Regions from separate parts of the Mus musculus genome. Here all the other regions are linked to region 3. A link is a contact called in public HiCAR-type, HiChIP or PLAC-seq and promoter capture Hi-C data. All regions are on one chromosome and are shown on one strand. Each heading gives the region's core, a stretch centred on a gene start, on an enhancer-like site or on the middle of the called end of the contact. The rest is flanking DNA. Distances are from core to core; before and after follow the strand shown. Region 1 holds the start of Acbd5 (acyl-Coenzyme A binding domain containing 5). Region 2 holds the start of Abi1 (abl-interactor 1). Region 3 holds the start of Arhgap21 (Rho GTPase activating protein 21). Region 4 holds the start of Skida1 (SKI/DACH domain containing 1). Region 5 holds the start of Mastl (microtubule associated serine/threonine kinase-like).

Evidence for each region. HiCAR-type assays count read pairs that join an accessible place to other places. HiChIP or PLAC-seq counts read pairs in DNA pulled down with a chosen protein or histone mark. Capture Hi-C pulls out chosen DNA fragments and counts their contacts.
Region 1: a HiCAR-type map of astrocytes shows a contact between it and region 3, with 9 times the contacts expected there. The contact joins the promoter of Acbd5 here to the promoter of Arhgap21 in region 3. A contact is called at or near these places in 2 of 115 datasets of contacts at active chromatin or transcription factors (astrocytes and pro-B cells).
Region 2: a contact with region 3 is called in an H3K4me3 HiChIP or PLAC-seq map of embryonic stem cells, with 6 read pairs. The contact joins the promoter of Abi1 here to the promoter of Arhgap21 in region 3. A contact is called at or near these places in 2 of 39 promoter capture datasets (embryonic stem cells and hippocampal neurons), 4 of 115 datasets of contacts at active chromatin or transcription factors (acute myeloid leukemia, embryonic stem cells, pro-B cells and 1 more) and 1 of 9 other capture datasets (liver).
Region 4: an H3K27ac HiChIP or PLAC-seq map of embryonic stem cells shows a contact between it and region 3, with 7 times the contacts expected there. The contact joins the promoter of Skida1 here to the promoter of Arhgap21 in region 3. A contact is called at or near these places in 1 of 39 promoter capture datasets (erythroid cells), 1 of 484 Hi-C or Micro-C datasets (cerebellum), 4 of 115 datasets of contacts at active chromatin or transcription factors (astrocytes, embryonic forebrain, embryonic hindbrain and 1 more) and 1 of 9 other capture datasets (adipose tissue).
Region 5: a contact with region 3 is called in a promoter capture Hi-C map of liver, with 2.5 times the contacts expected there. The contact joins the promoter of Mastl here to the promoter of Arhgap21 in region 3. A contact is called at or near these places in 2 of 39 promoter capture datasets (embryonic stem cells and erythroid cells), 1 of 115 datasets of contacts at active chromatin or transcription factors (astrocytes) and 2 of 9 other capture datasets (adipose tissue and liver).

Annotation. Positions count from the first base shown.
Region 1 is chr2:23,065,494-23,070,820 of GRCm38.p6, reverse strand. It overlaps Acbd5 (acyl-Coenzyme A binding domain containing 5), which reads right to left and starts at 1,749. Exons shown (of 14, transcript NM_001355637.1): 1 at 1,537-1,749; 2 at 1,202-1,370. The coding sequence starts at 1,551.
Region 2 is chr2:23,038,823-23,044,070 of GRCm38.p6, reverse strand. It overlaps Abi1 (abl-interactor 1), which reads left to right and starts at 3,830. Exons shown (of 11, transcript NM_001077190.3): 1 at 3,830-4,122. The coding sequence starts at 4,006.
Region 3 is chr2:20,965,115-20,970,340 of GRCm38.p6, reverse strand. It overlaps Arhgap21 (Rho GTPase activating protein 21), which reads left to right and starts at 2,620. Exons shown (of 24, transcript NM_001081364.3): 1 at 2,620-3,011. The coding sequence starts at 2,931. Gm13375 (predicted gene 13375) reads right to left here and starts at 1,467. Exons shown (of 2, transcript NR_033225.1): 1 at 958-1,467; 2 at 1-867.
Region 4 is chr2:18,045,901-18,051,063 of GRCm38.p6, reverse strand. It overlaps Skida1 (SKI/DACH domain containing 1), which reads left to right and starts at 2,615. Exons shown (of 1, transcript NM_028317.3): 1 at 2,615-5,163. The coding sequence starts at 2,725.
Region 5 is chr2:23,152,988-23,158,175 of GRCm38.p6, reverse strand. Mastl (microtubule associated serine/threonine kinase-like) reads left to right here and starts at 2,152. Exons shown (of 12, transcript NM_025979.4): 1 at 2,152-2,497. The coding sequence starts at 2,315. Yme1l1 (YME1-like 1 (S. cerevisiae)) reads right to left here and starts at 1,671. Exons shown (of 19, transcript NM_013771.5): 1 at 1,445-1,671. The coding sequence starts at 1,477.

The DNA of each region.
Region 1 (5,327 bases), core at 500-2,999, 2.1 Mb before region 3:
TGGACTTACCCTTTAGTCTTCACTGTGTTCTCCTCCAATACAAAGTGAAACATAGACAACACCATGGAGCCTAGAGCTTCTACACAGTAAGCAAGTGATCCACTGCCAAATCAAAGCTCCAGCCCTCCTGATCCTCCAAGAAAGCTGGCATCGCAAAGCAGCCTGTGCCACTGATTCTGAAGGTGTGCAGGAACTAAATAAGGGCTTTGTACATGCCAACACATGCCCTACAAGCTTCCAAAACTATGCCTCCGGAAAATTTCTTACTGGAATGAACTATGCTTACTACTAATTTTTTAGCCAAATGATGATACATGAAAAGTGGGAAGATAGCTGGGCAATGGTGGCACACGCCTTTAATCCCAGCACTTGGGAGGCAGAGGCAGGCGGATTTCTGAGTTCGAGACCAGCCTGGTCTACAAAGTGAGTTCCAGGACAGCCAGGGCTACACGGAGAAACCCTGTCTCGAAAAAAAAAAAAAAAAAAAAAAAAGAAAAAGAAAAGAAAAGTGGGAAGACATTAAATACTATACAAATATAGTAATGTTATGTTTGACTTGGCCTACAAATCTAGCACACACAATAAAAATGCTTAAGATAATTTTAATCTAATTTATTATGAAAAGTAAATCACAATGCAAATGGATATAAAATTTCAAAGTAAAAGTCTCTCTTCCCAAGCTTCTCTATTTAGAACACTGAAAAAAAAATTTAGTGATGGAAAAAAAAATCCTTAACACTGGTCAGACAAAATTATAAAAAGTTTTACAAGCTGTTGCCAGGATACACACAAAGAAAACCGTACCTGACACATCATAGTCAAAATAATCATTTTACACGAGAATATAGTTGTCCTTTCCTTTCCGCTTCATATCAAAGTTTCTGAAGGTTCGGATTACACTTTTGAGTTAGGTAGCACCAGACATCCCTCCCCAGTTTTTGTTTTTGTTTTTTAACTTTCCCAAATCCACAGTCATTAAGTGATAAGACTTGTTCTCAAGAATATAAACTACTTAAAACCTAGATAATACGTCGCCTTTGGCCTCAAAAATCAGCGGTAATTAATTAGCATTCAATACCATTCTTTCAATTACATTTCTTTCAATTACATTTCTTTTAATGACAGAGCGAGAGGGGGCGCTAAATAAGGTAGACTAGAAGCAGCTGGAAAAGGTCTTTTACCTAGAGCCCACTGCACATACCATTTTTCGGCAAACTCTGGATCACCTTCACGGCCGCCTCAAATCTGGTTTCATACACTGACGGTGTGTCCGCCATCTCCAGCTGCCAGCGCCGGCCTCGGTCCCAAGGTCTGTCCGCGGTAATCACACAGCAGCAGCAGCACCAGCTTCCCCAAGAGCCTGCATGAAACTGAACACCGAGCGCAGCAGCGGATTAATGACAGGAGCATAGCTGGTCAATTCCCCTTTGCCTGCCCAATCAAGGCCACATCAACTCAGGTGGCCCGGTTCCTTCCTCCTTCGTGGGGCGTGTCTAAGAGTACATCCCAGCCAACAAAAACAGCCAAACAACTCACCGCGAGGAAGAGCATCTCTAGCAGCAGGCCTTGGAGGTTGAGCCGCCCGTGATAGCGGACCCTTTCTCCCACCCGGAAGATGCCGGCCAACCAATCACACCCCCCATTCCTGAGAAGTTCTGCCGTCGGTGGGCAGCCGCCCCACAGCCCCGCCCCAGAGTCACCGGAGGACCCACTAGCCTCCGCCGCCGCGGCCGCCGTGCAGCAAACCCCACCCACCCGCTCCGCCGCGGTGACGTGCACGGGCTGCGCGTTCTCAGAGGAGGGGAAAAGAGGCTGCAAGGCGCTCCGGCTGGGGTTGGTCTGTGGAGAACCCGGTGCTTGTTTATGTTCGGGCTGAGGACAGCAAGCCTGGTGACGCGCTAGGATTCTATGCCAGGTCCTAAAGGTGGCCCCTGGATACCGCTAGTGTTTAAAGAAAAGAAAAACACAAGAGTCGGTGGTCCTCAATGCCTAGCCTCGGGGTTAAACCGGAGAAGGGAGTGAATCATAAAAGTGGCTTCAAAACTTCTTTTGACATTTACTCTCTGTGACCTAGGAGAAGGCACTTGACCTCTTCTGTGGATATACAACACGCTAAAGGGGAGAAAGGGAGGATTAAGGGCAAGGATGGAAGGGCTTAGCCCTGGCCCCCAAGTCTGGGACAGCTTTCACCGTCTGGCCCCAAGGGTGGCCGCGGAGAGAGCAAAGGTGAGCGGTGGCGGCCTGCTGCGCAACACCTCCACTACCCACTCTCCAGGCCCAGGAGACAGGCACAGCCACGTCCAGCTCCGCCGGAGGCTAGGGATGGAGATGGTCGGTGAACAACGTAATGCCCGCGTTGTAGGCACTTAGGAAGCTCCCCGCAGGCGTAGAGTGCCGTGGCCTGGAAATCTCAAGGACGCCCCGCTGGGAACGTCAGTTTTGTCGGTTTAGGATGGGTTGGGAAGATTACTCGTAAAAATCTAGTTGCGAACTATAAGTCACTCTTCCCTTGGAGCCGCGATGTCGGCATTTACCTTGATATAGCCAAATGACTGGCAAGGCCTGTCCGTTTTGTCTCGACGCCTGCCCCGCACCTTGCCCCCGCGGGCTTATGGGAACTGTAGTCCCCCGGCGCTTCCGGACACCTTCCTCTGTAGGCTGGCGTAGTCCCCCTCCGGTTCCGGTTCGGTTTTTCCTTGTAGCCCACCCTTCCTGTGTGTGGCGGAAGTTCCTTTCTTCCGGATTGCGTTTGGGGCGTCTCCGAAGTACTTCTTAAGCTTCGAGCAGAAAGGAATCCTCTGACATAGCTTGTTTATCTGGGTATTGAGAACAGTGTCGTCTGAAGAGTTCTTTCAGGGCTCATGCGGCCTGTATTCAAAAGTACCCCAGAAACAGTTCCGGACTCACTGATCGTTTAATCAAAAAGACCAAAGGCACTGGAGGAACGCAGGCTTCACTAGAGAACCGCTCCCTAGTACTTCACCGCCTTCATATGTGTGATGTTTGGCAAACGTATGATCTGTTTCAAAAGCACTGTAAGGTGTTGATAGATGAGGAAATGATAGTTGACTTGCCCAAGGTCCTAAAATTTAATGATTTAGCAAGCGAGTGTCAGTCAAATCATAAAACCTGCTATGAATATGTGACTTGTCCTAATCATGTAAAAGGGAAACACAAGTTTTCTAACCTTCTCAACATGAGAACGCTTTGTGTGTTTATCTTTGCCTCACCTACTCTTTTCTTGAACTTGGGTGCTTCTCAGTCACTCCTAGTATACTCAGGTATATATATTCTGAAAAAGTGTTGGGTGTTTATTTTTAATACTTGATTTCGACAACTGCTCATTAGACTTATGTAATGAGCTACCCTACTGGTTCTGTAGATCATTAGTTACTAATGACAGACTAATGACAGCATATTTTGCCAGTGATTGCACTGAATTTATTTATTATAATTTGTTGTTGTTGTTTTCAAGACAGGGTTTCTCTGTATAGCCCTGGCTGTCCTGGAACTCACTCTGTAGACCAGGCTGGCCTCGAACTCAGAAATACACCTGCTTCTGCATCCCGAGTTATGGTGTTTCATCACTGCAATAATAACTCAAACTAACACAGCTGCCTATTACTTGAGAGAAGTTGCACGTAGGATAGTTACCAAGATGTGGAGCAGGAAGTAGAAGAAAATTGTGGGAATTTAACTCATGGGAATAAGTTATAAATGGATAAGAGTAGAAGCTCTGATGTGATATAGTGGAATGACTAGATAATCATGTGTGGTATGTTTCAAAAACTGGAAGGAAAATGTGATGTTTTTATTTCAAAGAAAAAATTCAAGGAGATAGATAGCTCTGGTTAAGAGCACTGACCACTCTTCCAGAAGACCCAGGTTCAATTCCCAGCACCCACATGGTGGCTCACAATGTCTGTAACTGTAGTTTCATGGGCTCTGACACCCTCTTCCTGCTTCCTTAGGTACCAGGCATAGATATACCCAAAACATGTACCCAAAACACTAATACTCATTAAAAAACAATTATTAAAATATTTAAATATCTTGTTTTACAACATTATGAACTAACCAGTACCCCGGAGCTCTTGACTCTAGCTGCATATGTATCAAAAGATGACCTAGTCGGCCATCACTGGAAAGAGAGGCCCATTGGACACGCAAACTTTATATGCCCCAGTACAGGGGAACGCCAGAGCCAAAAAGGGGGAGTGGGTGGGTAGGGGAGTGGGGGTGGGTGGGTATGGGGGACTTTTGGTATAGCATTGGAAATGTAAATGAGCTAAATACCTAATAAAAAATTAAAAAAAAAATTTAAATATCTTGTTTTAAATTGATGTGTTTAACCTAGTTTAAATATTATAGAATGTATGTATATATGTAGATATAAAATATATGATCACATAGACATATACATTTTTCACATATTCCTTAAAGAAATTAATTTTTTTTGAAAGTAATGAGTCAAGGGCCAGTGATATGGCTCAGTGCGTAAAAGTGCTTGCCACCAACTTAACAACCTGAGTTCAGTTTCCAGAACCCACATGTTGGCAGTCAAGAACTAATGCCCAAAAGTTGTACTCTGGCTTACACATACACAAGGGAAACAGAGACATGAGAATCACACCCTTAACTCAGGAGTTCAAACAAGCATTTCCAAAATAGTGAGATTCTCAGCTAAAAATAGAAAGAGAGATGGTGTTGCATGACTTTAATCATAGCACTCAGAGAGACAGTCAAGTTTCTGTGAGTTCAAGGCCAGCCTGGTCTACATGGTGTATTCTTGTACAGTCATATTGACAGACCCTGTCTTTAACACAAAAAAAAAAAAAAAAAAAAAACACCACCAACAACAACAAAACTCTAGAGATTAGTCTCAGTACTTCAGAGCACTGGTTGCTCTTGCAACGGATCCAAGTTTGGTTCCTAGCACTCATGCAGGGGTTAACAACCTCTAGTAACATCAGTTCTTGGGGATCCAATGCCCTCTTCTGACTTCCTCTGGTACCACACAGCCATGTGGGGTATATATCTTGTAGGCAAAACACTCACACTGGTAACAAAGAATAAATACATCTGATTTTTAGAAAAGGTCTTGTTTGGGGTTAGAGAGCTCACTCAACAGTCAAGAACTGCACTGCTCCTCTATAGGACCAAAGGTGAGTCCTGGAGCCCACATTATGGGGCCCACACCCACCAGAAACTCCAGATCCAGGAGATATGACTCCTCTGACCTCTACAGGCACATGCACATGTGTGCAGATACTCACACAACAGGCACACACACATACACATATTGAAAATATTTTTTTTTTTTTTGG
Region 2 (5,248 bases), core at 2,581-5,080, 2.1 Mb before region 3:
ACAAACATCAGTCTCTTTTTATTTTTTTTTTTAAGAATTATTATCGCTTCTCGGTCTTTTGGCTAAGATCAAGTGAAGAATTATTTATTTATTTAATGTTTATTTATTTATTTTATGTACACTGTAGCTATCTTCAGACATACCAGAAGAGGGCATCAGATCGCATTACAGATGGTTGTGAGCCACCATGTGGTTGCTGGAAATTGAACTCAGGACCTCTGGAAGAGCAGTCAGTGCTCTTAACCACTGAGCCATCTCTCCAGCCCCAACACCATTAGAGTATCAGCGATGGCAGTTCGATCCAGAAGAAATCATAAGACTCTGCCAACCTGCCTCAGTCCTTGGAAGTGGCAAGAAGAAAAACCACCTATGAAGTCACATCAAATGATGACCAGCAATGGATGGCAAGGTGAGCCAATACCATACAGCATTGTCCACTGTCTGCTAGGTTATATTTATACCCTTTCTAAACATCACACGTTCTCTCAAGCATCGGCTCTAGCAAAACATCACATACCTCTTTTCCAGGCTGCTTTCATAGAAACACCACTTCAGCTTTCTAGACAGATTATATTCTTACTCATCAAAAGAGAAGTCATGCCTGGCACTGGAATCCCAGCCCACTAGCCAGGGCTAATGAACTCATGGATCTTGGAGGAAAACCTACAACCACCACTTTACTAAACCAGCATAATCCATAACTACACTCTAAATATGTTTCCTATGCCTGTAGGTAAATGTAGTTCTCACTCTTCAAGCAGGAAATTTCTCCTTGCCTCATACGAAGACCATTACAGAAAACCAGAACTGATATAACCCTGTTTTCGAGACAGGGTTTCTCTGTGTAGACCAGGCTGGCCTAGAACTCAGAAATCTGTCTGCCTCTGCCTCCCGAGTGCTGGGATTAAAAGCATGCGCCACCACCCCTGGCTGGAGAGATCACTTTAGAAGAGGCAGATTGTAAGAGCCAGAGGAACCCGAAGCTAGCTGTGAGATTTCACCTCCTAGAAATGACAACCAAAGTGTGGACACTTTGCCCCTTCTTAGAATTGGAAACAATCACCCATGGAAGGAGTTACAGAGACAAAGTTTGGAGCTGAGACAAAAGGATGGACCATCTAGAGACTGCCATATCCAGTGATCCATCCCATAATTAGCCTCCAAACGATGACACCATTGCATACACTAGCAAGCGTTTGCTGAAAGGACCCTAATATAGCTGTCTCTTGTGAGACTAGGCCGGGGCCTAGCAAACACATAAGTGGATGCTCACAGTCAACTATTGGATGGATCACAGGGCCCCCAATGGAGGAGCTAGAGAGATCTGCAACCCTGTAGGTGCAACAACATTATGAACTAACCAGTACCCCGGAGCTCTCGACTCTAGCTGCATATGTATCAAAAGATGGCCTAGTCGGCCATCACTGGAAAGAGAGGCCCATTGGACACGCAAACTTTATATGCCCCAGTACAGGGGAACGCCAGGGCCAAAAAGTGGGAATGGGTGGGTAGGGGAGTGGGGGGAGGGTATGGGGGACTTTTGGGATAGCATTGGAAATGTAATTGAGGAAAATACGTAATGAAAAGAATATTTAAAAAAAAAAAAGAAATGACAACAAAGCCTCACCCACTAAGTTTCATCAACATGGCTATCTAAACAAGACCTGAATTAGAACAGGAACAGATATTATTAACAGGAAGAGGAAATCTCATCCACCCTCAACCCTTGACAAAGAGCTATCGGAAGCTAGCAAGAGAAATAGTCATTCCCAAGGAAGAGCACCCGAACTGGATATCCAATGTCAAGGTCAGCCTTGACATAATGTACATACATATGGATTATAGAGACTGAGCAGGTAGGTTTACATGTTTTGGAAGCTATACACATACACATATACATACACATACTAATTTAAGAAATAGAGGTCATGATTTTGAGAAAGAGAAAATGGGGGGCTACATAGGGAGAGTTGGAGGAAGAAAAGCAGGGATGCTATGATTTTATTATAATTTAAAATTATATATTATATATAGTTATATCTTAATTAAAATTATAATATATAAATAAATGAAGGGGGACAGGAGAGATGGCTCAGTGCTTAAGTGCATGTATTACTTTTGCAGAGGACTGGAGAACAGCTCTGAGTCCTCATGTTGGGTACCTCACAAGTGCCTATAACTCTAGTTCTAGGGACATGTACTGTGTTTAGTCTCAGCAGGCACCTACACTCATGTGCACACACCCACAAACAGACATACTCTCACACGTGTAACGTTTTAATATTTGGGAGGAACAAAAGGAAACAAAGAAAAGTAACGAATGCAGTCCTTCTCGATGAACACCTGTGGAGGGCCCAGATCTTGGCTGTTGAGAACAGCAATAAACACAGATGTGCATGTATCTCTGTGGTATGTAAACATACAGTCCTTTGGGCATATACCAGGAAGTGGTGGGGCTGAATCATATGTTAGTTAGCTCTATTTTTAGCTTTTTGAGGAACTTCCACCCTGGTTTCCATTGTGGCTGAACTAATTTACATTTCTGGTACCAGTGTCTAAGATTTGCCATTCCCCATGTCTTTGTCAATATTTATTGTCATTGTTTTCAACAACAATTTCCAAAAGTTTGCTGAGTACTGTTGTTACTTCAAAAATTGTGATTCTCAGTGAGTCCCAGAGAGGACTGGAAATATAGGTCTGTAAATAATATTTAAATTTAGGCAACTCTTTTCATAGCCTATTATTTCAAAATAATTTAATAGTTCTGGTGATATGACAGCTTGAAATACTGTCAAAGACCCTTTGAGACATTTGCAGAGCAAGTGATAAGAAATAAGAACAAAACAATTTTGTACAATGCAAGACAAAAACTCCTCCTCCTCCTCCTCCTTCTTTCTTATTTTTTCCTCTTCTTCTGTAGTTTCTCCTCCTCCTCCTCCTCCTCCTCCTCCTCCTGGTTTTTCAAGACAGGGTTTCTCTGTGTAGCCCTGGCTGTCCTGGTACTCACTTTGTAGACCAGGCTGGCCTCGAACTCAGAAATCCCCCTGTCTCTGCCTCCCAAATGCTGGGATTAAAGGCGTGTGCCACCACCATCCGGCTTTCTTTCAATTCTTTTTTTTTTTTTTAAAGATTTATTTATTTATTATATGTAAGTACACTGTAGCTGTCCTCAGACACTCCAGAAGAGTGGCATCAGATTTCGTTACGGATGGTTGTGAGCCACCATGTGGTTGCTGGGATTTGAACTCGGGACCTTTGGAAGAGCAGTCACTGCTCTTAACCACTGAGCCATCTCGCCAGCTCCCTCTTTCAATTCTTTAGGGTACAAATTATCCTTGCTTCATTTGTTTCTGCAATATCAAGCACTACTGCATGATGTACATCTGAGAATTGATAGTTTTCAGGGTTTTAAATGAATTGGGGCATAAGTTAAGAAGGCAAAGTCTCTCTTACAAAATTGAGGAAGTCAGGATTCAGATTTCTATTTTTAATCGTTATCTGATTGGATGCCTTTGACTTACTGACTTTCCTAAGTAAGTTCTGCCAATTTTCAATGTTCTCATAGGAAAAATTTCGTTGTCTAGATCAACTTGTGGCGCCATCTTCTGGGGCCTTAAGAAGACTCTCAAGATTTAAAACTGTATTGGTTTTTTTAAAGTCTTCCTAGTTTTTGGAAGTTCCTTAGACGCATGCGCGGCCTAGCCAGGAAGAAACTACAATTCCCAGAAAGCATTGCTATAGTGGATGGGTGGGGGACTCCCGTTGTCATGGGGGAAATGATTCTCGCGAGAAAGTGAGCCTGTGGCGGCTGTGCGTCCTGGGTGGAGGGGGTGGGGGGGAGGAGGCGGGGAGAGTAAGGAGGAAGAGGAGGAGGTGCAGTCCCACAATACCCGGCGGAGGGAGGGTGGGTGGTTGGCGTCTGGTCTGTGCGGAGCTCGGGTCCCCGGCGGACTCAGCTTCCTCTGTCTCTTTAATGCGAGAGGAAGCGATGCGGAGGGGTGGAAAATGGCAGAGCTGCAGATGTTACTAGAGGAGGAGATCCCGTCTGGCAAGAGGGCGCTGATAGAGAGTTACCAGAACCTGACCCGGGTGGCGGACTACTGTGAAAACAACTATATACAGGTGAGGAGCTTGAGCGGCCGGCGGGGGCGGCTGGGACGACAGGCAGGCTGGGCGCCGTGGGGACTGCCCTACTCCGCCACCCTCCGCCCCAGCCCGAGCGGCGGCCGCCGCGGCGATACAGGAAGTGGCCGCCTTGAGAAAATGGGTGAGGAGCAGGGCCGCCGCGGGCGCCGCTGACCCGATGCCGCTCCCCGCAGCCTGCCCGGGGCCGCCTGTGCTCCCCACAGCCTGCCCGGGCGTTGCTCCCTAAAGCCTACCCCGGCCGAGCTCTGCTTCTCGCCGTCTGCCCGGCCCAGCTGTGCTCCCCACCACCTGCCCTGGCTGAGGTCTGCGCCTAAACCCCGCCGCTTTCCCCGCCAGGGATCTGTTTCCTGCAGCCTTCCCAGGCCGGGACGTGCTCCCGGCAGTCTTTCCTTCCCGGTCTCCGCTCACTGCAGGCCGCTCTTCTTAGTCGGGCTGTATTCAGCTTTGCCTCTTTTGGCTGCGGTTGGTTCCTAAGACCCCCCACAGCCTTCCCTGGCTGGGGTCGGTCCTGGCTGAGGTCCCCCTGGAAATCCCGCAGCCTCCCTTGGTCTCCTTGGAGCTCAGACTTCGCTGTCGCCCCCATGTCCGGTGTGATGAGCCTAGGACTGGGACAGCTGCGAGAGGAATGGGCAGGGAAGGAAAAGTGGGGTGTGTGTGTGTCGTTGGAGGGTGGGGTGAGGGTGATTATGTCAGTTCATCCTAGAGGGTGTGCCTTTTATTTATTTAAAAAAATTGTCACGAGTCACATTTGTACAGACCTCCTAATCGAGTGCGGAGAGTGACTGCTGAGGGTGTGATAAAATCCATATTAAAATTCTTTTAATTGAAGGAAAAATGCGTGCTTGGCGATTTTCAAGTTGGGCTTTTCCTCTTCCACCTCCTCATATTTACTTCCGCTTTAGCATAATGTATACTCGTTATTATAAAGCACGAATGATTCATAGGGAAATTCAGTGGGAAATCTGTTAAATACTTTTCTTCCTCTAAATGTTCTTGGACTGTTGGCCTTGAACGCAGTAGTGTTATCGTGGTTGCTTATGTTCTGAGATTTCTTTCTATACTGAGTTAATACATAGAAGAATATGAATAAAGTAGATTAGCA
Region 3 (5,226 bases), core at 1,371-3,870:
TTTTCATTTATTTATTATTTATCACCCTGGCTATTGGTTAATTTGGTTAGGGGCAGTCACACCTTACATATTTCATGGCTACTGCAAAAAAAAAAAAAAAAAAAAAAAAAAAGATCTAGTTAATTTCTCTCCTCTAAATGTCAGGTTCTGGTGGTAAATTCTGCCTGGATTTGGTTGTAAATTCTGTCTGCCCTCTTTCACTGTAAGGAACAATAAAGTGAGGTTCAGTTTCTTCTTTATCAGCTCCTGAGTGCTCTTTCAAAAACCTCCACAAGAAACAGGACCCTAGGCGATGGGTGTGGAAAGGAGGAGGAGTCTTTAGAAGGCAATTGTAGCAAAGATGAAAAAGGTAACACGTTCCACAGCATCTTGGTTTTTGTTCTGTTCTCTCAGGATGGTGGCAGACACAAAAGCTGTCAATGAGGATCGAAAGGACCCTCAACAGCATCAGCAGGGCAGAGACCTGGAGGGGGGGTGTGCATAAGACGGGGAGAGGACAGGGGTGGGGTGGTGAAGAGGTGCCAAGCACTATCCCCAGAGCTAGAGGCTCCTCTAGGGATCAGAGCTGGTGAGCCACCTCCCGAGATGGAGTGGGAAGGGGAGGCTGAGGGGCGGGGTAGAAGGCTTGAGCGGTAGCCCTTGATTGGGTCGCATACTGTCGTAGCGTCACCGGATTGGACGGTTTGCAGCGGGAGATGTTATGAGGTGCAACAGGGCGGAGCCAGCCGTTCGGGTCAGAGCCCAGGCCCGGGAGTGGGCTGTGGAGCGGCTGCCACGGGGCTGGCGGCTTAACTAGTGACGGGAGCGTGGGGAAAGCCCAGCCACCGCCGCTCGGTTCCGCTAGCCGCGCCTAATCGCTCAGCCGCCCTGCAGGTTTTAAAAAAAAAAAAACAAGAAAAAAATTCTGAATGACTCGTAACCGCCACCACCCAGTCCCTGCTTACCGCAGGAAGCTACCTTGCAGTGCGGCGGGCAGGGACACTCCCTTATCTGGAAGCTCCACATCCCGTAGCTTCTCGCCCCACCCGCTGCAAAAAAGGGGCCGCCGTCCCCCAAGACCTGTCCGGCAGACAGCTGCAGGGATGTGCTCGCTCCCGGAGCGGCGCTCGGGAAGCAGCCGGAGTTGTGTGCCCAGCGTCGGGGTGCGGGGACGAAAGAGCTAGCGGGTGCCCAGGTTGTAGGGGGCCTGGCGAGCACCACCCCTGTCCCGGCCCGTCTTCCTCCTCTAGCTTGGCTCCCGGGGCCGGGTGACTGCAGACCGAAAACTCCTCGCCCCGGAGCGTCCCCCGGGAGGGGAGGGGAAGGAGGTGGGGTAGAAGGAGGTGGATCCAGAAGGAAGGCGCGAGCAGTCCGCCCCCGGGAAGCAGCTCGCGCGCCCGCCGGCCCGGCCAGTCTCGCGCTCGGCGATCGCGGGCGCGGGAGCGTGGGGCCCCGGCCGGCCCGGCCAGGCTTGAGTGCGGCGGCCGCCGCCCCGCCCCACGCCCTCCCGCGGCGCCCAGAGCCCGAGGCTGGCCGGGGCAGGTCGCGGCGCTGCCTGGGAGCCGACCCTTAACCCGCGTTCTCCGTTGCGTGGCCGCTCCTCTCACCGCCTGGGGCTGAAGCGCGGGCCCGCGGAGGCCGCGCCCGCGTGTGTGCAGCGAGGGAGGCCGGGGCACAAAGGCGAGCGGCGGGCGCCGGGGTCCGGCGGGCTGCGGAGGAGGGGCGGCGCCTCATGAATATTAACCGAGCCGCGGCCTAGCGCGCCCCGCCGCGGGCCGAGCTGCCGAGCGGAGCCCTTGCTTCCCGCACGCGCCCCGGCCGCGCTTCCCGGGAGCCCGCGCCGGCGACCCGCCTCAGGAAGGGGCGGAGGAAATAGTGGTAGGTGGGTGGTTTGCTCGTCGCTTTCCCCTCTGCTTCAGGTGGCCGGCGGGGAGGGCGAGCCGGGCTCGGGGGTGGGGGGCCGTAGCCGGGAGCTGAGAGTTGCCGGGGCCGCGGCTCTTCCGAAGCATGCTAGGGATCCGGAGCGGGAGCGGGAGCGGCGCCGCGTCCCACCCGCGGCCGCACGCCTCCCCACCCATCCCCGCCGCGGGCCAAGGAAAACAGCCGTCTCCTTGGGGGCGCGGGCCGGGGCGCAGGGCAGGCTGCCACGGCCGGCCGGAGTCACCCGCGGCCCGGGCGGCCGCCGCCACAGACGCCGCCGAGCCCACGCCCGCCCTGGTCCGAGCTGGCTTTTTGTTTGTTTGTTGGGGAGTTGTAGGGCGTCTGCGAGTCTAACCCGGTGCGGAGAAAACTTCGCTTAAGAGTAGGTGTCCGGGTGCTGCAGAATGAGCCCACTGCCTCGGCGTTGCCCAGGAAATGCAGCACTTGAATCGGGATTTTTTCTCCCCCCTTCTCGAAGGCTTCATAGCAGCCAGGCGTGTTTGACATAGCCACCGGGGCAGTTCTGAGGTCTCGTTCTCTTTCTCTAACCGACCTTCAGGCGTTTTCCTTCTTTTTTAATTGTTGCATGAGAGGATTCACCTTAGTAGACTTTACTTCTTCGTATTGTGGGAGAGGGGGAGCTTGGTCCGGGCTTGTGGCAAGGCTAAAGATCGGCGCCTGGGGAAAGTTCATGTCCTTCATTAACTTCTCCCTGTTCCAGGAAGGCTCTCCGAAAGCTGATTTTTCTCTGGCCTCCGAGTAACACCGCCTGGAAGCGGACCTCTTCTCTCTGCACTTGGCTTCCACCCTACCTGCCAAGGAAACCTGTCGCCCTTGAACTTTAAGACTGGAGAAATGAAGAGGGCTAAGTCTGTTGAAGAAGGTATTTGAAGGGGCTTCCTGCAAATCGTTTTTTTGACCAGTCCTTCATCGCCTCAGAATCTGCTGTGGAATTGCTTCCCGTTTGGTGTGTGGTGGCACTTCTCCAATGTGGACTCCAAAGGATTTGTCCCTTTACAATTTGAAATGAAATGATGGCCACACATTGGACTGGTCTGCCTGAGGAAGATGGTGACAAACTCAAGGCCTGTGGGGCGGCCTCTGCCTGTGAGGTAAGCCAGCTAGCTGGGCGGTGGCTCATGTCTGTGAGCGTGCTGAGAGTACGGGGTCGTCTGCCATTGAGTCGGTCGGTCAGCTGTTTGGTGGCAGCGCCCCAGTTGACCTGGAGGGAGGTGAAACCTGGCCTAGGACTGTTTCTAGGGACTTTAGCGATTAATTAGCAGGGGCAAGTCTGTCTTACATGCCAGAATCCTGGTTACCCTTCTGAGCAGGGGGCAGTCTTCCATGTCTTCCCGAGAAGCCTGAGACCAGTAATATTCAGCATCCATTTTTCCTCCAGTGTTTTGGACACTGGTCAGCTTGGGGCTGGCTTTATGTAACTCTTGTGTGTGTTACATCCTCTGTGGCGAGGGCAGGTGGTACTCTTTGGTGCGGCCGGAATCCAATGTTTTCGACTCAGATGGGAAGGGATCCTGGTTCCTAGTGGTGCCTATAGCAGCTTTGGGTGGGAATCGAAGGCTTCCATGGACGGTTTAGACTCAGTCTTGGAAAACACCTGTGGTGTTGAAATTCCAACCTCCTGGAAATCTTCTGGCTTTGCTGTTCTTTTATTAAGCTCAGTTGGCCCGTATACCGCTGCACGGTTCTGTGGGCTCTTGTGGGTGGCAGGTGCCTTTCACTGAAGTGCAGAGAACGGCTGGCTGAGAAGTTACTTAGGGCTTGTAAAAAAAAAAAAATTTTTTTTTTTTTTTTTGAGCCACCCGAACAGAATTTGTAGAAAATCTGTTCACTTTTGGCATCACTTGCTCTGGTGTCTTTTATTCCTTTATTCCTTGATTTTGAGCTGGTGTACGTGGAGTTTATGTTATGGTTCTATCGTATTTACTTTGTTTTATATAGTTCCTGTAATTTGCTTGTTAAAGGTGCTGAACGTTGTTGTTCTCTATTGAGACGACAGTGATGGCAGTAGCCACATCTCCAGTGAGCCCGCCCTCCTGAGCTCACTATTTCTTTGCCTCTGTTGTAAATTTTTCTCTTCATGGTCTTTGGAACATGGCTAGTGCTAAACATGTGGATTTGGACATTTTGTTAAATTTTGGCTAAGAAAACGTGCAGAAAATTTGCTTCACAGTTTACTTCACTTGGGGATAGAAAGTTTGTGTGGTGGGGGCTTTTTGTGTGTTGCTACAGTTTATTGGACAGAGCCTCAGGTTTACAGCAATAATTAGTTTTCTACTTTTTGATATCAGTAAACACCTGCTTGCAGGTAAAGCATGATTAAGTCTTGACACCACAATCCTCTGATCACAGTAAACCATAATGACGCCTTTTGGAAGACCTACCTACAGCCTGGTGATTGCTTAATGGGTATTGCTGTTACATAATAATATATGCTGTGGTCCTAAAACCTTATTTGTCATTGTCTTGTGAACACTTTAATTAGCATGCTGCTTGCATTGTATTTGCAAGAACTAACGTTTATTTGATAATATATGTGTGTATGTTGTTATTGTTTAAGGGTTGCTCTCAAACCAAGAACGTAGACTCATCTTGTACTTGACTAGAAAGCGGTGTGTACTTACAGCTAGTTTCCTACTGGTTGATTGATAGTGGCAGTATTTAAAGGCTATGAAATATGTTTTCATTTGGGCACGTTGCTTGTATGGCTATTGTTTCTAGTTAGGAGTGAAAAAAACAACATTGACTGTACTTTGCTCATTTAAAGATTAATTGAATTTGGTATTAAATTAATATGTTTTGACTTTATAAAGACTAGTCTTAGATTCTTTGTGCTTCAGAAAACATTTGCAAACTGGCAGGTGGCAAGTGGAGGGGGGCGGTGATATTAGTGCCTTTGGTTAGCTGTGATGTGGGTTTCTCTCTGATCTGGGAACAGATTGTGACTATTTTTGAGCTAGAAAGGGAGTTGCCATAATTTGGTTTGATAAATATTTGTTATTGAACACTTTGTTTTTAGTTTTATTGGAAGTACTGTATTCTGTAATACTGTCATTCGACAGTTAAGGAAATGAACACAAAGAAGAAACAGTAGGGATATTAATGTATCTGAATAATAAATTGATATATATTCTTTTTTGTTTTGTTTTGTTTTTGTTTTTGCTTTTTTTTTTTTTTTTTTTTTTGAGACAGGGTTTCTCTGTGTAGTCCTGGCTGTCCTGGAACTCACTCTGTAGATCAGGCTGGCTTTGAACTCAGAAATCTGCCTGCCTCTGCCTCCCAAGTGCAGGGATTAAAGGTGTGTGCCAC
Region 4 (5,163 bases), core at 1,366-3,865, 2.9 Mb after region 3:
TGGAGGAGGGGAATGGGCGGGGGTGGTGGGATGGAGAGGGCTGGCACTATATAAGTCCATCAGGAGGAATTTTAAAACACTGTTGTTGGCAATAGAAAGGCTCTGGCCATTCGACTTTAAAACAACAAACACCAGCATTTGCTTTGCCTGGAAACTTAGATTTCTGCTTAAAGCTTGTGCATTTGGCCTCCTGTGAAAGTGAAAGAGAAAAACTCAGTGTGGTAGAACCAGATGCAAAGAAAGCCAAGTCGGTGGATGGTATTAGCTGTGACGAGGCATTGTTCATTGCTGCCTCTCGGTTACGTTTAAAGCCTGAAATATCACGAGATCCATTCAATGGTCCTTCCCTCATTCAAGGGACAAAAATGTAATTTACTGTAGCTCTGATTTCTTGGATGGAAATGCTAGCCTTAGATTTCAAAGGCAAGAACTAGACATCGCGGTTTGTACACACATTGATTAAGTTGAAGAGCGGCGATTACATCTGTGCTGAGAGCTACAGTAGTCCAGGGCTGACTTTTCAAATCCCAACCTCCTGAGTTACAGACCCTCTTAAATAGACTTCCTTAATTTCCGGATGTACTTCTTAAAATTCCCAATCTCTTCAAAATTCCTGGGAAAATTACAAGGAAGATGAGGGTGGGGGTGGGGAGCCATGGCCGAGAGACTTCATCTTGTCAAGCTAACTACCTTTTTGTATGTCTGATTTCTGTTTGTTTATTTGTTTGTTTTTCTTAAGACTTTTTTTCTTTTTTTCTTTTCCTTTTCTTTTTTTTAGTCATACCTGCTCCTGCTGGCCAGATCACAGCAGGGGAAACTGGAACTTTTGAATATGAAGAAAGAAATTATTGTGCTTTTTTTTTCTTACAGGTTCAGAAATATCCGTTCACTCTTTAACCTCACAGATGTGTCTATTTTGGGAGAAGGAGGAAACATGTAGGTGCCTGGGCTGCATTTATGCTGGAGTTACAAATGCAGAAGATTTTGCTGAATTTTGCAAAGCAGCCAACCACCCATCTGAGATCCTACAAATGCAAGTGGAAAGACCCTTCCTCTCACTTGGCAATATTTTGGATATCCTTGAAAACGACAGCAAACCATGCTAGTGACTAAGAAGAGGTTAAAGCAGACTGATCTTCATCCAAAGTGATTTTTCTTAAGACAAATGTCTGGCTTTCACAGGGGAAACATGGGAGCCGTGGAAGAGTCCTCTAACCCTCCAGTCAAACCATCACCAACCACTGAAATGGTCCGCTGCGCCATAGAGCAGCACTTTCTTTTCATTGTTTTTATGTAAAACTTCTGGGATCACCTTGGGGAGCCGTCCCTTTCCTTCCCTTTGCTGCAGAAGGAAGTATCTGCTCCCTGGAATTCGGACCTGTGGACAAGCTTCCAGCTCAGGCCGGTGCTGGGCACTCTAGAATGACCTCACCTCTACTCCAGGCTAGTTAATGGTGAAAAGTGTACTCATCTCTGGCTTATCTGTGCTTTGTTATGGGCCTGACGAGAAACTACCTTCCCCCTGCCCCACTCCTCAGCAAAGAAGCGAAATCCAATTGAATTGTTACATGTTCCTGAGGTGGAGCCTCGAACTGCTTTCTTGGTCAAATAACTTTGTTTCTGGTTGTAAAAGGCATGGGGGGTGGGGGGACTCGAGAGAAATTGCCAACGTAAGTCTGTACTGGGCTGGGTCACCTCAGGGTTTAACTTTAGAGCTCCCAGCCAGTCTCCTCCACTCCCAGAAGGGAAATACCAGGCTATTCTGCACGTTTTCCCTTAAGCTTCATTTTCCAAAGAAAAGAAGGGTGGGGTATATCTATTTGAGCTTGATAATGTTTTTTAAATGCTTTCCTTTGAAACGATAATAGCTGTATCGGTAAAATGCAAATAAAGCAAAAATAGGCAGTATTTCTTTAAAGGGGAATATACGGTTCTCTCTCTCTCTCTCTCTCTCTCTCTCTCTCTCTCTCTCTCTCTCTCTCTCTCTCTCTCTCGTACATACACTGCTTCTGATGAAGTCTGTGAGTCAGGCTGTTTCTGAGCTCCGATAGTTTAATGGAAAGATTTATATACCGGCTGTATTATTTACTTTGGGAGGGGAGGTGGCAGTATAAGGGTATGCTAATTAGTAGGAGATTTTGGGGGGAAGGGGTGGAATATCAATTTTTATTGCATCACCTGTCAGGAGTGTCCAATCAGCGTTGGCTTTAGGGGAATTAATTGATGAAGGTGTCTCCGGACGAGCTCACTTCACTCTGTCATTTTATTTGTAGCTAAAGCAGCGGCGGGAATAGCAGCTGCATTTCTTTTCTCTTTCTCCCTTCACATTCCATTATCATAGTGCTCCAATGGAGAAGGAAGGAGTAGCGGGGCCCAGGTACTGATCCGCATCGAGGACTCAGACCAACACACTGGCAGAGCTGAAACCGGATGGTCTTTTCCCTCTTTTTTAAAAAAACGAAAACCAAAAAAAAAAAAAAAAAAAAAAAAAGCGAGAATCAAGTCAGTGTAATTTCTTGGGGTTTTTCTTCCCCCCCCCCAACCCCCCAGTAATTCGCCTAGAGTTTGGCACTCCCTTCGCCGGGAATAACAGTCTTTGTTATTTTATTAGCAGGATGCCTTGAGACACACGCAGCATCTGGCGGAGGATTAACATACATACATGTGTATGTATGCGTCACGTATATATTTACTGCAAATGGTGGGGATCATTTAGTGCCCGAGATGGGAGACCTGAAGTCAGGTTTCGAAGAGGTGGATGGCGTGAGGCTCGGCTACCTCATCATTAAAGGGAAGCAAATGTTTGCTCTCTCCCAAGTCTTCACAGATCTGCTGAAAAACATCCCGAGGACGACCGTGCACAAGCGCATGGATCATCTGAAAGTGAAAAAGCACCACTGCGATCTGGAGGAGTTGCGGAAACTCAAAGCAATCAACAGTATCGCCTTCCACGCGGCCAAATGCACGCTCATCTCCCGGGAAGACGTAGAAGCGCTCTACACATCCTGCAAAACCGAGCGTGTGCTCAAGACCAAGCGAAGGAGAGTCGGTCGGGCCCTGGCCACAAAGGCGCCGCCGCCAGAGCGCGCCGCCGCCGCCAGCCCCCGCCCGGCTTTTTGGAAGGACAAGCACCAACTTTGGCGGGGCCTGAGCGGAGCCGCGCGGCCCCTGCCAATCAGCGCGCAGTCCCAGCGTCCGGGCGCCGCCGCCGCGCGCCCCGCCGCCCATCTACCTCAGATTTTTAGCAAATACCCGGGCTCCCACTACCCGGAGATCGTTCGCTCGCCTTGCAAATCCTCTTTAAACTATGAAACTGCCCAGCTCCAGGGAAACTACGTCGCCTTCCACTCGGACCCCGCTTATTTTCGGAGCCTGCTGTGCAGCAAGCACCCGGCTGCAGCCGCCGCCGCCGCCGCCGCCGCTGCTGCTGCCGCCGCCGCCGCCGCCTACTACCAGACTGCCGGGCCTCAGCCCAAGGCGGCGACCGGCGCGGGAGGCCCAGTGAGCCTGACTTACCGCTGCAAGCGCAAGCGCGGGGGCGCCAAGAACTGCCTGCTCCCGCCTCACGCCGGAGCCCGGCGCCTGCTGCTGCTGCCCAGATCCTACAAAGCCAAGGCGGCGGCGGCGGCAGCAGCGGCGGCTGCTGCTGCGGCGGCGGCGGCCGGGGCCACTTGCTTGGAGAGGTTTCATCTGGTCAACAGCTTCTGCCCGCCTCCCCACCACCACCATCACCATCACCACCATCATCATCACCATCACCACCGAGCCCAGCAGCCAACGCCGAGTCACCACCCCTCTCATCACCACCGGCCGCAACCCCATCTAGGAAGCTTTCCCGAGAGTTGTAGCAGCGACTCCGAGTCCAGCTCCTACTCCGACCATGCAGCCAATGACTCGGATTTTGGCTCCAGTTTGTCCAGCTCCAGCAACTCGGTGTCCTCAGAGGAAGAGGAGGAGGAAGGAGAGGAGGAGGAGGAAGAGGAGGAGGAGGAAGAGGGGGGCAGCGGGGCCTCGGATTCCAGTGAAATCAGCTCGGAGGAGGAGGATTCTTCCACCGAGTCAGACTCCAGCTCCGGGTCCAGCCAAGTGTCAGTGCAGAGCATCCGTTTCAGGCGCACCAGCTTCTGCAAGCCTCCCAGCGTGCAGGCGCAGGCCAACTTCTTGTACCATCTGGCCTCCGCCGCCGCTGCAACCAAACCCGCTGCTTTCGAGGATGCCGGCCGACTTCCCGACCTCAAGAGTAGTGTCAAAGCCGAGTCACCAGAGGAGTGGAGTCTGCAGAGCTGGGCTCCCAAAGGGACTCCGGTGTACTGCCCGGCCAGCTTGGGGAGTTGTTTCCCAGAGATAAGAAACGATAGGGTATCTGAGATTACATTCCCACACTCTGAAATATCCAGTACTGTAAAGAGAACTGACCTGACAATTAACTGCCATGCAGAGGGGGCCTCTTCACCTAGCCCAAAGACAAACAATGTATTTCCACAACAAAGAATACTCCGAGAGGCTAGGAAATGCCTACAAGCAACTCCTACTACACACTGTGCAGAAAACAGCACAATAGCTGCTAGGTTCTTAAATAATGATTCGTGTGGAACAACAGCAAATTCAGGAAAAGATTCCAAAATCCCTCATTGTCCTGAATTTGCTACGGATTTACCCTCTCTTCAAAGTGATCCCAGAGTGGATACAGCAACAGCAGCAGCAGCAGCAGCAGCAGCAACTAAAGCTGAGAGTCTCTGCACTGGTACAGGTGACAAGACATTGCCATTTCTGCACAATATTAAAATCAAAGTAGAAGACAGTAGTGCTAATGAAGAATATGAACCTGAGCTTATTACAAATAAGCTAAAGTGGGAGTGCAATGATGCCGAGGGTGAGTTTTACAATATGACTGAGAAGAAGGAGGAGGACGCCTTGGTACCCACAGCCAAGGAAGGTTTTGCATGCCCTGAGAAAGAAACGCCTTCCTTAAATCCACTGGCTCAGAGTCAGGGCCTCTCATGCACTTTAGGATCTCCAAAACCTGAGGATGGGGAATATAAATTTGGTGCCAGGGTGAGAAAAAATTACCGGACACTAGTACTGGGCAAACGACCAGTCCTTCAGACACCTCCAGTCAAACCAAATTTGAAATCAGCTAGAAGCCCTCGTCCTACAGGTAAA
Region 5 (5,188 bases), core at 903-3,402, 2.2 Mb before region 3:
CCAAGTCTGGAATTAGAGGTGCCACACTAGACAAAGCAATTTCTTTTCCATAATTACTGAATGCCTTTCCTGTGTCAGAGCAACAGCATCCTTAAATCTACAACACTTACACTTTTGCCCTTTCATATTCTCCACACAAGAAGCCAGAGCAAGCCTCCAAATGACAACCTGGTCACAGAAATCAAATGAATCGAACTCTGTAACTGCCTCAAGGCTTCTCTCCAACCTCCCTTTAGCCACTCTGTTCTTGCCACATGGGCCTGACTTTTGTTCCTCACAGGATTTTATATTTATATTTTTCTGTCTGCCTGAAATTCCCGTTTATTTATTTATTTATTTACTTATGGTTTTTCGAGACAGGGTTTCTCTGTGTAGCCCTGACTGTCCTGGAACTTACTTTGTAGACCAAGCTGGCCTTGAACTCAGAGATCCGCCTGCCTCTGCCTCCCAAGTGCTGGAATTAAAGGCGTGCGCCACCACGCCCGGCGAAATATCCGTTTATTGTTCATCTTTATTTCCAGTGACTAGGAGAAATCTACATTTGCTTGGTTCGCTTGCTGCCTAAGTAGCAGCTAAGCAATTCCTTTCTCCATTAGTCTACCAATTCCATAGGAACACAAAAAGAGGCAGGTAGTAAGATGTAACGAACATTTGGGGGGGCAGTCTTTTGAGACAAGTCTCACTATGTAACATCTCTAGATTCTCTGCCTGCCTCCCAAGGAATAATCCTCAAGACAAGTTGATGGTGCATCTGGTGTGATGGTGGTGGGAGCCATGATCCCAACACTTAGGAGGCCAGCCTGGACATAATAAGGACTAGGACAGCAAAGATAGACAATGAAACCTCGCCTCAAAAAATAAAATATAATTAATTAATTAATTAAACATTGTTAACACCTTCCCCCCCAAAAAGAAAACAAATTTTAATGAAACAAGGAAAAATTAACATAATTTGGGTCCTGATTTTTTAAAAAATGTTTAAAATTTAATTGCAAGAATCTAATGATTCAAAAATGTGCACAAGTTAATTCTACCCAGAAAGAAAGAAATTGTGATGCTATTCGAATTATTAGAGTATGTTTGAACTAAATTCGGCTTGAAAGGAAAAAAGGGTAATCAGAAATAGATGGATGGAAAGAACACTGTCTTCTTTACCTTTCTCGCAGATTTCACAAATCCCCATCTCAGACTGTCCAACCCTAAACAGTCCCTGAATTGTCAACAGAAATTCTGTGCAAGCCAGTGGATACGCTATGTGATGTTCACCACGGTTAGTGTCAGGTCATAGTCTCAGCACTGTCCCCTGATCTCCTTTTCAGCCTGCGACTCAAACAGGGTTCGTCGCTTCCCTCACTAATTTTGCTTCAGAAACACCGATTCTACTACAGCATCCGGGGAAAAGTCGCAAAAGGGACGCAGGAAAACGCCTGAATGCTGGGCTCACCTGAGGCTGCACAGTGCTCGACAGGGAGAACATCTCCGGGCCCTCGAGATCTTACCGGCCAGCCGAAACTGCTTCTTAGCTTCAGCTCCGAGGAAAGGGGCTGAGCCCTTTTATTTTCTCTTTATTTCTCTTTGCTTTTCTCCCAGTTTCTCCCTTACTCCTCCCAGAAACGAAAAAATGGCTTCCCCTCCCGACAGCTGCTACGACGACATCTGCCCCGGAAGACCATAGGTACAGTGCTTCCGGAGCAAGCCTCCGCGTTCACCCCGCCCCCGCCCGTCAGCGCTCCGCCTCTTCCGGGGACTCTGTCACTTTGGGGTGGTTTTTCGAGGTTCCTATCACCACCTCCACAATAAATTGGATGTTCTTCTAGTCGCTCCTACTCTGTTTCTGAATTCAGTACGCGGTCAAACGCACTTAACGCTCACCCAGGCTCTCCACATTCTGTGGCTTCGCTAGCTTCCACACATCATCCCTAGCCATTGCTTTACTTAACAGTCGGCCTGGCTTCTAGCTCATGCGGAGGGAGGGAGAACTGCAGATCTTGACTGAGACTCGGAAGGACCCCACCAGACTACATAAAGTCTTAGTCCCTTGCTCATTGGCCAGAATGCACTGCCTCGTCACAAAAACAGCCCGTGTATCCGCGGCTGAGCCCCGCCCAGCGCCCCTTCCGGCAGCGCCGCCGGCTCCGCCTAGCGCTCCGCAGACTGCGCCCAGCAGTGCCGCCGGCCCCCACCCGTCGATGCCTGCTTACAGGGAGCCGGCAGAGCGCAGACGCGCGGTGACGTCACGGGAGGCGTCCGGCGTAGGCGAAACCTTTTGAATCTAGCTGGCGGGAGTTGCTGCTGCAGGGCGAGCTGTGCAGCAATGGAGTCCGCCTCGGCAAGTGAGGAGAATGAAGGAGGTGCGGCGATAGAGGAGTGCGTGAGTAGGATCCCGGTACCAAGACCACCCTCCATTGAGGAGTTCACCATAGTGAAGCCCATTAGCCGTGGTGCATTCGGGAAAGTGTACCTGGGACAGAAAGGCGGCAAGTTGTACGCAGTGAAGGTAGGCAGTCAGAAGCGAGAAGGTCTTAAATGGTCCTCCCTCGCGGACCTCCCTTTTGAGTTGTTGAACAAACTCTGGAGCTGCTGTACCACTAGCCTGGAATGCCCGGCTTACAGAAGCCTGCACAGTCCTGCTTGTTGACTGTGGGCGTTTAGGCAGACTGCAGTGAGCAGGTGTCTGTCCTTTCCCTTGCCCTGCCCTTCTCTGTATACTGAGAATCATTAACCCAGTGAAAATAGCAAAACTTACCCAACTGTGCCCTGGCCATTGTTAACAAATGAGAAAACTGCGACTGAAGGCAGAGGCTTGAAGCCACACCCATGACTCCTGAGTCATGTTTCAAATCAAAACGGCCTTAAGTACTTGTTGGTTATGTTTTCCTTGTTTGACATACATAATAGCCGAAATCTTGCTATCACAAACAAGATTGGTTTGTAGACAGTTCAAATCTCACTCTTACCAAAAGGAAGCTGCATTATATTCGAATTTTCTGTGACACAATTTATATTGTGAAAGTTTTTAATTGTAGTATTATTTATTTAAAGTATCACCGGGATTGTGAGTTTGTTTTGCTTTTTTACTAACTTGAGCTTCACCTGGATTAACTTCGGTACTTTGATTACGTTTGTAATGGTCACTTTCCGATGATGCTTTAATTCCAGCTCTTTGATAAGCAGGAGCAAGTGATGCAAAACCAAAATTTTTGCTTCTCAAGATTTCCATCGTGATACGTAAGCTGTAAGTTCATTTATTATAGAGCAAGTAGAAAGAAATGTGTCCTAAATCAAGCGTTTCTTATCTATATGTGATCGTAAAAACAGTCAGTGTTCACTTAAAATTGTTCTGTCCACCCTAGCTTCTCATTACTACTTTGTAATGAGAACATTACATTGTAAACATGACAAAGGAGGCTACTGGCTGGCTCAGATTCCTGGTACCCAGTGCTTGGAGACTAGCACACAGTTAAGATAAGCAGCCCCTTCACCTGACTACCTAAATGACCTCTTCCTTTGCTTCTTTCCCTTTAATAGTACCAATGTCACCTCTACCCTTCAGGCTAGAAACTTGAGTTGCCCTTATATATTTCATCAATACACCACATACCCTTTGTTCCTGTTGTCCCTCTGGAAAAAAATGTTTTGTTTTTGTTTTGTTTTGCTTTTTTCATTCACAAGTGGATTTCTCCCCACTTACTTGTTCAGTGATGACTTTTGTAAATTAAATAGTATTGAAAACCAGTTTTAGGGGCTGGTGAGATGGCTCAGTGGTTAAGAGCGCCGACTGCTCTTCCAAAGGTCCTGAGTTCAAATCCCAGCAACCACATGGTGGCTCACAACCAGCCTAAACGAAATCTGATGCCCTCTTCTGGAGTGTCTGAAGACAGCTACAGTGTACTTACATATAATAAATAAATGAATTTTTTAAAAAAAAAAAACAGTTTTAAGGAATAGTTCCATAGCCCAAAAAATTACCTTTTTGCCTATTCACAGTACCTCTTCCCTTAATATGTCAGCAGGTAACTACTATCCCTCTTCTCTCTGTTTTCTGTCTCTCTTTGACAGTCCCAAATAGCCTCAGACATATGATGGAACTGAGCATGACAAGCCTTAAATTACTGATACGTATGGCTCCATCCCCTAAGTGAAGCGACTACAGGCATGTACCAACAAGCCCTATGTACCAACTCACCTTCTATCTCTGCAAGATTGCCTTTTCTGGATAGTTCACATAAATGGAATCATACAATGTATGGTCTTTGATGTCTTCTTCTTCTTCTCTTCCTCTTCCTCTCCTTCCTCTTCCTCCTCCTCCTCCTCCTCCTTTTTCATTTGCCTGGTGGTTTGAGGCTCATCGGCTTGAATTTCTGTACTTAGTTGGTTGGAGTAGTTTCCTAACTAGAATCATTAACTTTACTTTAATCCATTCTTTAGGTTGCAGTTTGCAGGCCAAAATCCAGGGTCCTTAAAAATTCAGTCAGATTCCCAATTTTTGGCCCTTGATCTCTACTTTATCTTCCACCTAACCTATATTAAAGCAACATCCAGGCAACTAACTGGTCCCTCAAAGCCATGACTTATTTCCACACCTCAGGACTTAAGTTTATCCTGCTTCCTTCTTAACTGCTTTTGTTCTACCTTTCTAGGCTTTTCAGCCATTGTTTTGTTTTGAGGTTTACTTAATTCCCGGGAAACCTTCTCTGATTTTCCAAACTCAACTCACTGAAATTGTTACTTTGTATGTTGCTGAGATATTTGCTTTTCCTTCTCTTAACACCTCAAGCAGTCATTAATTATTGATACGAAAACACCAGTTAATCTCTCCTGAAAATATTTTGGGTACCTTGGCATGGTACCACCTCATAAGCTTCATAGAGCTTCTGCCAGTGAGATGATAGGTAGAATCATGTTGTTGGCTTGATTTGTTAATCTCTCTTCATTGCTGGGAGAGAGAGACCTGGGGCTTTACCGCTGTTAGGTTAGTGGTCTACCGCTGATCTACATCCCTAGTCTTTCCCTTGGTTTTCATAAGGAAAGGAGGTAAAGCTAAAATGTGTCATGTATTTATCATTTTATTAAATACTTTAATGAGTGCCTTTTTCTTATGGTAGTAATAAACATTCCAGTATTTTTTATTGTTCTTTATGAGTTTCTCATCATGCATGCCAATCCCATATTCCTCTCCCCATCCCTT